Linked DNA regions of Mus musculus: region 2 is linked to region 1. Evidence: chromatin contacts called from public HiChIP or PLAC-seq data. All regions are on one chromosome and are shown on one strand. The core of a region is the stretch at or near the end of the contact, and the rest is flanking DNA. Distances in the headings are between cores, read along the strand shown. Region 1 overlaps Rbks (ribokinase). Region 2 overlaps Babam2 (BRISC and BRCA1 A complex member 2).

Region 1 (6,414 bases), core at 2,917-5,416:
CAAGAAAGCAGGAGTCTTCTTCACTTTGCAGCCAGGACTGGGGCTGTGAGTGAGTGAGCACTGTGTCTGGGACAGGCAGAGGGGCCTGTGTAGATCATTTCCCTGCCCCAACTCACTTTCTTGTCCAGCCAATGGCCTGCTGGGCTGGGCGTGTTTCGGGTTCTGCCTTTCAGCCTTACTAAGTTGATCTGGCATTAAGGCAAACCATTTCCTGATTAGTGGCTCACCCCAATCTGAGGGACTCCACCCTTGTTCAGACATGCTGGGCTTGATGGCTTCCCAGGGATGTTCTGTTCTAGTCCTGAGGGTGGGTAGTGCCATGTGGAAACCAAAGCTTTCATGCCCAGTTCGGTCCACACCTGAAGCATTCCATCTCAGACCTGTGCACTGGAGTCTTGACTTTTCAGAAGGAAGCTGAGCATTTATCTTAACAGCACCTCTTAAGCAGCAGAAAGTCAGAGATCCCTCAAGCTGTCCAAGGCTACAGGAAGGAAGACTGACCATGTTAATGCTGAAGAGCATAGGTGGCTTTCCCTTGAGATTAATGGCCACACAGCTTCACCATAGCAAGTCTCACAGCAGACTCTGGCACGTTTCTAGTTTAATCTGGAAACATCACAGGCTTTTGGTAAAAATCTCTGAGGAAGAAGAAAACAACCTTTTCTGCAGCGTTTTTTTAGGAATGAAGTTTTTGTAACTAGTTCCCACTGGATCAAAAGCAGCCTCACTTTCATAGGAACTACACCAAAACTATGCCTAACTATGAAGTAATAAATCATCGGTTAATTATAGAATTAAACTATGAGATTATTCTACTCTAAACTGTGTATATATTCAGCAAGTCTGTAGAGACAGAAAGTAGATGAGACCAGAGGGCAGTGACTGGATGAGGTTTCTTTAAGGGGGGTGAAAACGTCTAAAATTAGACTATGTTATTGGTTGCTTGGCCATGTCTACACTGAAGAGTAGCCAGCTGTACTCCTTAAGCGTGTGAACAGTGTGCTGTATGAATTATATCCCAGAGTCAAGATCTGGGGAGAGGTTGTTTGTTTATTTGTTGTATTTTTCTGTGGGAGGAGGGTATAGGTTAGTGGTAGAGGTCCTGGGTTCCATCACTACCAACACACACACACACACACACACACACACACACACACACGCATCAAATGACAAGCTGATTATAGAAACCAAGGAATAAATCTTAGTGCTTGATTAATGTGAACTTCTGATCATTTGGACTATATTTTATATTTGGCCATAAAATAAGAGTATTTTTAAGGTGGATTATCTCAGCCTAATCATTAACATTTATCACAAAGGGGCATGGACATGGACATCTGTGATATAATAAATTGTCATGTTCCCTGCAGATTATTTAGAGTGGAGATCAGCTACACTTACAGAGAAGAAATCTGGGTTCTGGCTGGCTGTCATGATGTTCATAAACTGATCTGGTTTGGGAAGGTGGGACATTTGAGGTTGGGGAAGGACGAGATCTCATCCCCCTGAGATAAACATGAGCTGATAACAGGAGAGGGATCCCTTCCGGTGGGAGCTGTGAACTGAGCTCTTGCACAAACAGCCTATCTCAGGCTCAGTCCACCAGAGAGCTCACTGCCTACCCAGGTGGAGCCTTTGCACTGTTGTGCCTGGGATATAGTATCAGTCTTCCTGGTCCCCATCTGCTCCTAAATGCCTTCTTCTGAGGCTTTGAGACTTCCCAGTGTTCACTGGTAACCATGTTAGAACGTCTGGCTCAATGGAAAGACAGCAGGGAACCACCAACAGCTACCCACTATGCCTTGCAATAGTGTTTGCCTTTAGGGTAACCCACACGTCAAAGACCCTGTCTAGCCCACTTGCCCTTCAGAGCATGAGGCCTTCCCCTCAGTATTTCTCAGATGTACTCTTGTCACCCCCTGCCCCAAAGAACCTTGTAAATGTTTTCCTCCTCACCCTTCTTTTCCGCGTGAAATATTGAGCCAGCAAATATACTCATCTGCACATTTAGACTTCCTGTCCCTCTTTAAAGAGACACCAACCACTTGGGAACCCATACCCTGTATGAAAGAAAAGTCCTCAGCTGAGTTTCCCTGCTCACCCCAGCAGCTAGAGCTGACCCGTCACATGGGGAAGGGAACCCTGAAGCCTGATGGCTCTGCTCACCACGATGAGCCCTGACCTCAGATTCCAGGGCTGCTAGGAGACTCTTAGCCCAGGCTTGCTCAGCCACCTTTTGAGCTCTGCTCCAACTCTCCCTGGCAGTGACAGCATCTGCTCAGCCATGGAGAGCAGAGTGTTCTACCAAGCTATAGTGCAGTGGAGGTCCAGGATGTCGGTCATTGCCATGGGAAGCCCCCTTTCTGAGCCGATCTCCAGCCCCACCTCTCTTGGCTTTGACTTTTCCTAAAGCCTCTGCTCCTTATCCCCTAGGGATGTCTGAGCCTTGCCTGGCTTCCCCAGTTCTGCACTGACCCCAGGACTGTCCACTCTACTCCCGTTACTTGATTTGAAAGAACCTAGTGGGGAAACCCCCACTCAATTCTCGTTCGGCACGCACCCAAGAATCACGAACAGACGACCATCTTGATGTAAAAGCATGAGGTAGTTTAATGATGGAGCTCCAGGCCTACACGTATCTCCCGCAGGAGACAGAGGTGCTGACCACATGGTGGAGCCATAATGGCAGAGCTCCGGTTCGAAACTTATCTCACGCAGGAGACAGTGGTTTCGACCCTGAGGCTTGGAAGCTAGGGACTTTTATAGAAAAGGGGTGGGGCTGGGGGAGGAATTGGCGCGGTTTCACATGATTGGTCCATTTAAACATTAACAGACTGTCAGAAGGGCGGGAGATAGGGAGGCACTAGGCCAGTCAGGACATGTAACGACAGGCCTGCCCGGGCATGTCCTAGCCTGTTCTGCTATGTTCTCAGCCCCAGGTTTCAAAGCTCACAAACAACTCTTTGGGCTATTTGACATAAATTACATGAATCACAGGTCTCAAGGTTTATTTCCTTTCAGATTCTCATGAACTCACTAAAGGGTTCATGGAGAACCTCACCTAGCCCACAGCGGAGTGAAGGTCAAAGTTCCGGGGAAATTCTGATGGCCACTGCTGGAGCTCTTTACATCCTGGCCTGCATAATCAGGGGCTCTAGGATACTAGCTTCTACCCCTTCCAAGCCCTCTGACTCTTCTCCTCTGAGCTGGGAACAGAAAATCAACCTTGCTCTAACTCTCAAAGGATGGAGTCCCTATGATGGTGACCCCTTCTGTTCCTGGAACCTTGTCTGCCCCCACTCATCTAGGTCATGAGTTTCTACTACATGTAAAAGAAATGGCCTCTGATATACCATGTAGTCTGCCCTGCTGTGTTGAACACCCATTCTGCCAGGCTCTCCTGGACCCCCTGACATTGTCTGAATTAGTAGCTACAACAGTCCCATCATACAGGTAAATAGATGCAGAAAAGCTGAACAACCTGCCAGAGATCACACAACCAGTACATCAGTCAAATGGGGGTTTTGGATCTGTCTGACCCCACCCCATTTGTGCATGGTTCCACTTGAGAAAACATCTCAGTTGTGAGTTTTTCAAATGGCAGAGAGGCTTCAATACAAGTGAGAAGGCAACCCACTCACCATCCCTAAAAGATGACTGAGGTAACAAAGAGACTGAAGAGAGATTAAAAGGTCCTTCTGCATGGTGTCCCTGAAGTTTGGGATGCCTAAACCCAATCAGGTTCTCATGCCTCAGCTCCTGGACAGGGGAAGGAGGCAGAAGTGTATGCTTAGACATCAGTGCCAGAGGAGGGTAGGCCTGACTGCCAGGCCAGCCTAGAGCAACTGAGGCAGCTCCCTAAAATGATCCCTGGAAGGCAATTCCATTCCGAACCAAATGCAGAGAGCAGGGCTGACCCGAGTGCTCTAGAGCAAATCTGGCCCCCAGCACCATGTAGAAGGTAGTGGGGACCCTGACAATTTACATCTGCTCTCTCCTGAGCCCCTAGTCAAATCCTTGAAAAAGAAATGGTGTGTCATCATGTTTCAGCCATTTCTGAAACCACAAGCAGACTAAGGAATTCAGCCTGCAGTGTGGGCTCTGAATAGCTCTATGGAGGGAGAGGCCTTGAAAAGAAAAGCAAGTGGTATCTACTTGTCAGATGGAATGTGTGAAGACATCCAGGAGGAATGTGGGGGCTCTGTTCGGGTGGCTCGGGCAGTTTGGCCTCTGAATCATGCCATGTGGGTTCAGATTCCTAACAGATGAAGCCTCAGGGCTGACATCACTCTCGCAAGATCACCCGGGAGCTGCGGTGCTGCCCAGCAAGTGTTTTACCTTGGGGATTTTCCCAACCACATTTAATATCTGTCATTCCTTCCAACTCACCCATTTTCTGTCATCTGGAATTTGACAAACTAGGACTCTTATAAGCCTGTTTCATTGCTGGTACCCCCCTCCTGTAAGATGAGGCATTCTTAGAATGGCATGTGCTCTCTCTCTCTCTCTCTCTCTCTCTCTCTCTCTCTCTCTCTCTCTCTCTCTCTCCCTCCCTCCCTCCCTCCCTCCCTCCCTCCCTCCCATAGTTTCCAGGTAGCCTCAGCTCTGGTGACTTCTGATCTCTGTTGTTACACTTCAGCCTCTCACTCCCAGGACGACAGTACCTGCTTGAAACCCCCAGGCCTGCTCTGGCCATGGCCAGTTTCCTCCCATCTTCTCCATCTTTCTTACCTTCCTCAGTTTCCTGCATTTTCTCCTTCCTGTTGAGTCCCTCCTGGTTGTTGTTCCTCCCTCAGCAGTAAAGAGTCTCTGATTGTCCTTCTCAGCCTTTATCCCCTGAAAACAACAATTCCTCTGTTGTCCCCTTCTTCCCCCACACCTGCCTGAGGCAATCTAGTTCAAACTCTCTGCTCCTGTGGCAAGCATAGAGGAAATGGTACCTGCTGTGATTTGAATCCAATTGGTCCCCTCACACTCACATTCTGAGTGCTTGTCCCCCAGGGGGTGGCACAGAGGACCTGGAGGACAAACAGCCAGGCCAGCAGGTGAGTTGCTAGGCACAGGCCTTTGAAGGCTATGTCAAGCCACACACTCCTACCATGAAGTGCTTTTCTTGTCCTTACGGACCCCTGCCCCAGCCCTGGAATAATGAGGAAAACAACCCTCTCCTCCTCTTTTACTCAGTTCTTTGGTCACAGTGATGCAAAAGTAACCAACACGGTATCGCATGCAGGGCACAGGGAGAGATTCATGATCTTCGTGTTTATCCCTGACACAAGCTCTTCCCACAGGCAGTCAAGAAAGCCTCTCCGCCTGTCCTTCCTAAACCCTTCCCTAGACAAGACTAAGCAATGTCTGCCTTCCCTGTAAGGTTTCCACAGCAAACTTGAGCCACTGTAGTGCAGAATTACATGCAAGTGGTCATCCACACCCTAGCACAATCGAGGTCATAAAGAGGTGGCAGTCCTGCTATGTCACTGGAGTCCCACACAGATGACCTCGCTGAAAACTGTGCCTGTGAGCGCTGCCTTTTCTTTAAATATCGAAGAGTTGTTGACATGCCTTGAACCAAGGAGAATCAGTTTCCTCAGCTTTAACCTGAGGATGGCACAGGGTTGCTGCAGGCCTCCAAGACACTGAAAATCACAAGATGCCTCACTGCATGGCCTCTCGGCTTTGTGTGACTCACTCACTCACAGGCACTCGGGTGCAATGCAACTTGCACAACATAGAGCACAGTTTGAACTGTGCCTTCCTCCAGGGATCCTAGTGAACATCCAAGAAGTAACATCCAGGAGGCCCAGAAGAGCCTGACAATGAGGGAAGAAAAGAAAACCAGGTACTGCGGCCAGCCAGCTCGTGGTTCAAGTGAGGGTGCCGTGCTGGGGTAGTAGTCTACCATCTTTAAGCATTTCCTTCCCAGCTCCCACCTTCATCAGACAGCCCTCAGAGACTGGGTCTGAACTGGGTCAGTTCACTGATGGCACAGAACCATGATCTTAGACAAGAGCCCCAGGAAGGCAGGGAGCAGAGGAGGGAGTGGATACGTGGGGTGTTGGCCAGAGAAGGTGGTCTGAAAGGAAGGAGGGAAACAAGAGAGCAGCCTCCACAGAGCAACACTGCCTCAGGCCCAGCAGCAGAGCCCCCCTCCCCCCAATCCAGCTTGGCCCTGTCTGTCAAAATTCTCCCCTCTCAGGTCCTGGCCTTGAAGCCATCCGAGCAGCTTTGCCAGTGCGCTGCCTACACCACTAGCCTTCAAAACCCACCTCCCCCCCCACACCACCAAGCCCTTGTGTGCTGCTCTGCTGAGGTGATTGATAACCACAACAACCAAAAGCATCCTAGGGAGGAGAGCATTTTTATTTGGCTCACAGGTTACAGCCCAGCATGGAGGAACTCGATACAGGAACCTAG
Region 2 (6,414 bases), core at 2,631-5,130, 350 kb before region 1:
TCGCCATCTGGTAATCTCTGGAGTTAGTAGTTATAGTTGACTCTGTTTAGAGATTGTTCTTCTGGTGATTCTGTTACCGTCTATCAGCAGACCTGGGAGACAGATTCTCTCCTCTGAGTTTCAGTGCTCAGAGCACTCTCTGCTGGCAAGCTCTCTTACAGGGAAGGTGCGCAGATATCTTGTATTTGGACCTCCTCCTAAGCAGACTAAATTCCTAAGTTCCTTGGAGTCCCGGGACCAAGATGGCGACCGCTGCTGCTGTGGCTTAGGCCGCCTCCCCAGCCGGGTGGGCACCTGTCCTCCGGTCCGGAAGGTGGCCGGCTGTCCCCGGCCCACACAGGGTGCTGCCTCAGCGCCTCTGTGCTTCTGCCTGTTCCAGAAGCTGTCAGGTTCTCTGGCGCACCCTCTCACCTGTTCAGACTAATTTCCTAAGTTCGGCGGGTCTCGGACCAAGATGGTGACCGCTGCTGCTGTGGCTTAGGCCGCCTCCCCGGCAGATGTTTTCTTAGTGAGACAGAGACTGCTAGAAGATGCCTGGCCACTAGAGACCCAACAGGGGAAGTCTGGGAAAGTTTTTCCTTCTGCTGCAGCCCTAACTCTGGCCTATGACCTGTAGGTAATTTCACCACAATGTTTTTATATAAAACTACTTTCAAATACTACTGGTCAAGTATGAGTGAATTTACCATTATTTTAATATAAATGTACAAATCTCAATTGCCCCAGAGTGGGTTTAATGCTCTTCCACTGTGTGAGGCCAGGATCCTTTTCCTATGAATTACCTCTGAAACATTTTTATTGGAAAAAAAATCAATGTATTCAATAGTTACTCAAGCCCAATTCATCTTTCCAACTCCTCACGTCACAAAACCCCAGAGGTTTTAAGGTCATCCAAAGACAGATGCAGAGAATAAGAGGTAACTTTGTCTCAAAGGAGAGGTGTGTGCTTGCTTCCTGCTCAGTTGTGTTTTCCAAAGGCTCCTCCACAGGAATGGCGTGCACATGCACATGCACTGCCCACCCCTGTGCTCACTAGTGTGGAGTCACCTGGTGCCTGGCTTCCATAGAAAAGTGAAAACACACCAGAAAATGCGATTACCCCGGGCACTGCCACTCTTCACATACGAACTCATTTACACGCTGCTCCGGCTTGATTCCTCCCCTGGCTTTATGCAGTGGGTGAGGCTGAGACAGGGGCAGAGGAGCAGCCTGAGATGGCAAATGGAGAGAACCTACCGGAACTGGAAACAAAACTGGGTCTGCAAAGTGTCTCCACACTAGTAGTTTCTGTTTGCTTAAGAATAATCTAGGGAGCTTGTTAAATATTCACAAACCCAGGTCCTACCCTAGCGCAGGCCATGAATGCACTGGATCCAGCACGTCTGAGATGGGGTCTGGACACTGGCACTTTCCCAGCCCACTCAGGCGGGGCAGCACACACCTGCTGCTGCTTCTGTTCTTCACCCTGACCATGTACACAGTCACTGGGCACAGGCAGAGGATGGGTGAGCAAATCTGCCTCCCATCCCAGAAGCATCACAAGTGTCTCAAAGGAACTGCTTCAGGTCACACTGGATTACACAGTAAGTCTCAGACCAGCCCAAACCACATGATGAGACTCTGCCCTGCAAACCCAAACCAAAGCCAAAGCAAAACAAATACCACCAAAAACAAGGCAGGGGAGGCTCCAGAGGTGTCTTGGCAACTAAAAATACTTCCAGGTTTGGTTCCCAGAAGCCACATGGGACTGCGCACAACCATCTGTAATTCCAGTCCTAGAGGCACTTTCACCCTCTTCTCTTCTGCCCCCATGGGCAGCTGAATGAACATGGTCCACAAACATACTCCAGGGAACCAGACACATATATACCAAACAAACAAACAACCTAATTAACAAGGCACAATGATATATGAAAAGCTAGAAATTATTGTAGATGGAAGACCATGTGTCTTGGGCCATACATAATAGCCTTCTGTCCCACTGGGGGTGGGGGGAGAGACAGACAGAGAGAGAGAGACAAAGAGAGAGACAGAGAGACAGAGACAGACAGACAGTCAGACAGGCACACACAGAGATAGAAAGAGACAGAGACATAGAGGAGGGGGCAGGCATAACTCCTATTTCAGACTAGCCAGTCAGGCTGTACCTAGTTAGCAAGAAGCAAGAAAAACAATGATAGATCCAGATGCCTACACATGATAAATTAGAAACAAAATCTGAGGTTAAGAAAGACCATGTTTAAATACACACACACACACACACACACACACACACACACACACACGCACACACATACACATACACACAGCAAGAAAGATCCTAGAGATAAAGAACTCAGGCTTTTAGAATGAATACCAAGCAACCTTAATACTTAAGTACTTTTCCCTTTATACTGACAATTTCCAAATTTATAACTCTAGATCAGAGTTATACTATAGTCTGATATAGATAATATACTTCGAGCAAACTGTTCTCAGCAAAGCCTAATTTAGTAATAGCAACTCTTGCCTTTTAGTTCCTGAATGAAAAGCCTCAGCTACCCATCCTTGTCTCTCCTCTTACAGCCCAAGGAGCCATTCCCAACTTTCCAGCATCGCCCACCTGGCTCACTGCTAGTCTGGAACTGCCTCACTGTTTGCTTCCCAGGCACTCACTGAGGTCTCTGACAGAGGCTCTTTACCTCTGCTTGTTCTCTGTTCTGTCCTGCTTCTTCCTAAGGCCTGTACCTCTGACAGATACTCTGTTTGCTATGCTAATTTGTCACTGACTTTCCTGACTGTCATTTATTAGAAGGCAAACTCTTTCAGAATGGGGAACTTTGCTGAGTTTGTTTAGGTGTGTAACACCCAAAACAATAATGGCAAGCTGCATTCGGTTTCCAATAAATATCTGTAGTACAAATGGAATATCCTTAATCTGAAAAACTGAAATCCAAAATGCTGCAAAACTGGAAGCTTTATAAGTGCCAATTGATTTCCCAGTGGAAAATTCCATGCCCAATCTTACAGAATGGGTTACAGTTAAAACACAGGCATAGGACTGGGGAGATAGGTCAGGGGTTACAAGAGCTTGCTGGGCAAGTATGAAAACCCTAGTTCAAATCTCCAGCTCTCGTATAAAGACTAGGTATGGCCATACATGCCTGTGGCCCAAGTGCTGCAGGGGAAAGAGACAGGAGAACCATGGAAGCTTGCTGGCCACCAGTCTAGATCCAGGTAGAGTCAGAGACCCTGTTTCAAGAGATTAAGGCAGACTTTCTCTCCTGGTCTCTTATCATGCATAAATCATACATACACATAAGTGTATATGTAAGCACACACGCACATACACACACAAACACATCACACAGACACAAACCCATAGGTACATTAAAACTATTATATGAGATTAATTTCAGGCTCTGTGTATATGGTACATATGAAATATAAATAAATTTCCTGTTAGACTTGCATCCTATCTCAAATATAGACCTTTATGCATATGGAAATATTCTAAAATTTGAAAAACAAACCTGAAACACTCTAGTCCCAAACATTTCAGATAGAGGACACTCTACCTGTGTCAAATGACAATGTTGAACTTCCCAAATAAACATTCAAAGTCTATAAATGTCTGTATTCTTTTCCTCAAATAGTTACTATGGAAAGGAAGATTTTTAAGGGTGTTGGGGTTAGTAAACATTTTTGGTACAGTCAGTTAATAAATATTGCTCTTGCTGCTTTAGAAGATGTGTAAATGAATGTGCATGGCCATGCACCAACGCAACTTTATGACTACAGAAAATTGAATTCCATACAGTTTTTACAAGTTATGAAACATCATTCTTTAAATGCTTTTCTAACCAGAAAAATGCAAAGATTATTCAGAGCTGGTGGGCCACACGTTACCAGCCACTGGCTGGATCTGCCCAGTGCCTATAGCTTGTCTCTTGACTCAGAATGACTTGAGGGTTTTACAGAGGCTGGAAAAAAAAAAAAAAAAACCAAAACAGAAACATCCAGGAGGAAACACAGGCAAAAGCCTAAGATGAGGATGTTAGCAGAAACAAAAGCAGGCCCCTTTGTCAGGTGTCTTTGGTACCCCACTGGGGTAGTTAGTGTCATTCCTCTATCGACTTCTTTAGGCATTGGGTGAGGGGCACATCAGGCACTTCATGAACCGTGGGAGTTCTTACGATCGCATTAGATTGTAACTGTGCAAGAGCGAGCTATTTATATGATTCCGAACGAAGCTTGAGGCATATTCTGGTGTTTTTTACATCTATGTTAGGTGAAAAAGCTGCCTACAGAAGCCTGCCTCCCACCCAAAATACTAGCTGTTAGCTGCTGACTGATCCTCGGCAATATTAAGATGAATCATATATGCTCTTTTCTCAGTGCAAAAAGAGATAATTTTGAAACTCAAAAAATTTCACTTTGGGTAGTCACAAACCACACAGTAGAAAAGCTGTCCAGCCGTAAAGTTGTAAATAAATAGAACCCACTCCTGCGTGGACATCTTTTGCTTCTTTTAAACTGTGACGCTTTTTTAGGCCTCACCTCCTGCATGGTGTTGAAATGATAAAATGTTGCAAGCATGTTCCGTGCCTAGGCCGGAAGGCAGCCTTGGCTTCCCTTCTCTCTTCCCTGGCGCTCCACACCCTTGATCTACAGAACCCACACCCTTTCTCAGGCAGCTGCCTTTTCACCTACCCCAACCAGCCTGTGGCTTTCCTGGCTTGCCCTTGCTTGGTCTATAAGGTGCCAGCTGCTGGCAGAGCCTAGTCGTTTCCTATGACAGAAAAACTCTGTGTTTCTTTCTCCTTATTGTGTGGAGAAGCAGGTATTTTTGGCCTCAATTTCTAAGATCTGTTTTATTTCTCTTGTTACTAAGCAGGTCACTGCCACCCTCATTTTTTGCTGTGTCATCATTTTCCCACATTACCCTGTTTGGCACCGAGGGATGAACCACATCAAATGGAGGAATTGCAACCACACATTGCCTTGAGAAGGAAGCAAGGGAGACCTTAGGGTGTGTGTGTGTGTGTGTGTGTAATGACCATTTTGGGGGCTTGTTCTCCCATAATCAAATCCTGCCTATCTTAACAATGTGGTGGTGTGTCAAAGCATTGGAATTCTGCTTTACTCAGCAACCCAGAACTTTATAGGAAAATGAAGCAACAAAATGTTGGTCTTCCTGTTAACTTGTACTTAGCATGGGACTGTTTGTTTCCCTATGACATTCCAGTCAAATCTCCTAAGTTTCTGGAGCTCTGGGCTATCCACAGAGGCCCATGCAGTGTCCTGACATCCTTAGGCATGGTTCTTTTTTTACTTACTTATTGATGCCAGTGCCTAAACTCATTGGTTCATGTTTTTATTTAACAAACTATCACTTGTACTAAGTAGACAGTCTACCACTAAGCTAGATTCCCACTTTCTTCTAACCTGTCCCGAGAGAAACATCATGCATTAGAAGTGAAAGTCTTAAATCCAATAAACCAAAGAAGCAATTTGCTTGCAAACATTTTAGACACTGCTGGGGACCCAGATCAGTGGGAAGATACTTACCTAGCGAGTATGAACAAGTTTCTGGGTTCTTTAGGCTCTGTTAGGAAACCAAGCTAACCCAAAATGGCTCCATCTATGTTGCTAGCAGCAGTGCAGGTCTGGCTCTGGGACCCTTACAACATGTGAGAATCTGTAGTTAACACAGATGGGCCTGTATCAACTGACGTTTTGCCAGCTAACTAAAAACATGTGCCCAACAAGTAAAGCATCCGGGCACTAACGTAAGATGCCACAATCCCAACTGGGACGTTGAGAAGTCACATTTGATATCTTTAGGATACTGTGCTAGGGCTGATGTTTAATGACAGCTGGCTCGTGCTCATCAGCATGGAAAACAGCACTTAGAGGCGGAGCACGTGCAGTGATTTGATCTTTGTGACTAACATGGGCAATTAAGCAGTTCATAAAATGAATGTCGGTATTTTTGCTGTTGTTTTGGTTTGGCGTGCATGCAGTTTTGGCTAATGTTGGAATTAGCCTTTCTTGAACATCATCTGTAGAATGTGTATAAGCTGTCTGTAGTACCAGGCAGTGAGCCTCTACTTCCTTCTGTCCCAGATTAGCACACCCAGGTAATACAAACGCCTTCCAGAGATTCTCTTGGAGCCGAAGGAGACAAATCTGTAGCTAGTTCTGCTGCAGATCCAGAGGACCAACTATCCAACGGGTGCCCAGCATGAGAAACACTGTCAAGCACACAGAAGGAGAAGGTACCCATCTAGTCTTCTCAGTTAACAAGCAATTGGTGTTCTCCAGCGCGGATGTTCAGCAGTCCTGATCCACCTTTATGAGCCAAATTATCCATATAATTTTATTTGCCTATTGACCTCCCTGCTCCCATTTCAAGCCCCTTATGATCCCTCT

What was found. HiChIP or PLAC-seq counts read pairs in DNA pulled down with a chosen protein or histone mark.
Region 2: an H3K27ac HiChIP or PLAC-seq map of embryonic fibroblasts shows a contact between it and region 1, with 6 times the contacts expected there. The contact joins two enhancer-like sites. A contact is called at or near these places in 2 of 484 Hi-C or Micro-C datasets (cortical neurons and embryonic fibroblasts), 1 of 115 datasets of contacts at active chromatin or transcription factors (embryonic fibroblasts) and 2 of 9 other capture datasets (embryonic stem cells and liver).

What each region holds. Positions count from the first base shown.
Region 1 is chr5:31,628,038-31,634,451 of GRCm38.p6, reverse strand. All of the region lies in intron 7 of Rbks (ribokinase), which reads left to right. All of the region lies in intron 2 of Gm38424 (a long non-coding RNA gene), which reads right to left. Among named protein-coding and RNA genes, the nearest start is that of Mrpl33, 17 kb to the right of the region's middle. Within about 2 kb of position 4,166, at least 145 of the 459 cell types and tissues checked have an H3K27ac peak or open chromatin away from gene starts, as enhancers often do. A contact at or near this core is called in embryonic fibroblasts, where this site is marked.
Region 2 is chr5:31,982,702-31,989,115 of GRCm38.p6, reverse strand. All of the region lies in intron 7 of Babam2 (BRISC and BRCA1 A complex member 2), which reads right to left. It overlaps Gm52770 (a long non-coding RNA gene), which reads left to right. Exons shown (of 3, transcript XR_003955739.1): 2 at 6,109-6,260. Among named protein-coding and RNA genes, the nearest start is that of Gm52770, 13 kb to the left of the region's middle. Within about 2 kb of position 3,880, at least 102 of the 459 cell types and tissues checked have an H3K27ac peak or open chromatin away from gene starts, as enhancers often do. A contact at or near this core is called in embryonic fibroblasts, where this site is marked.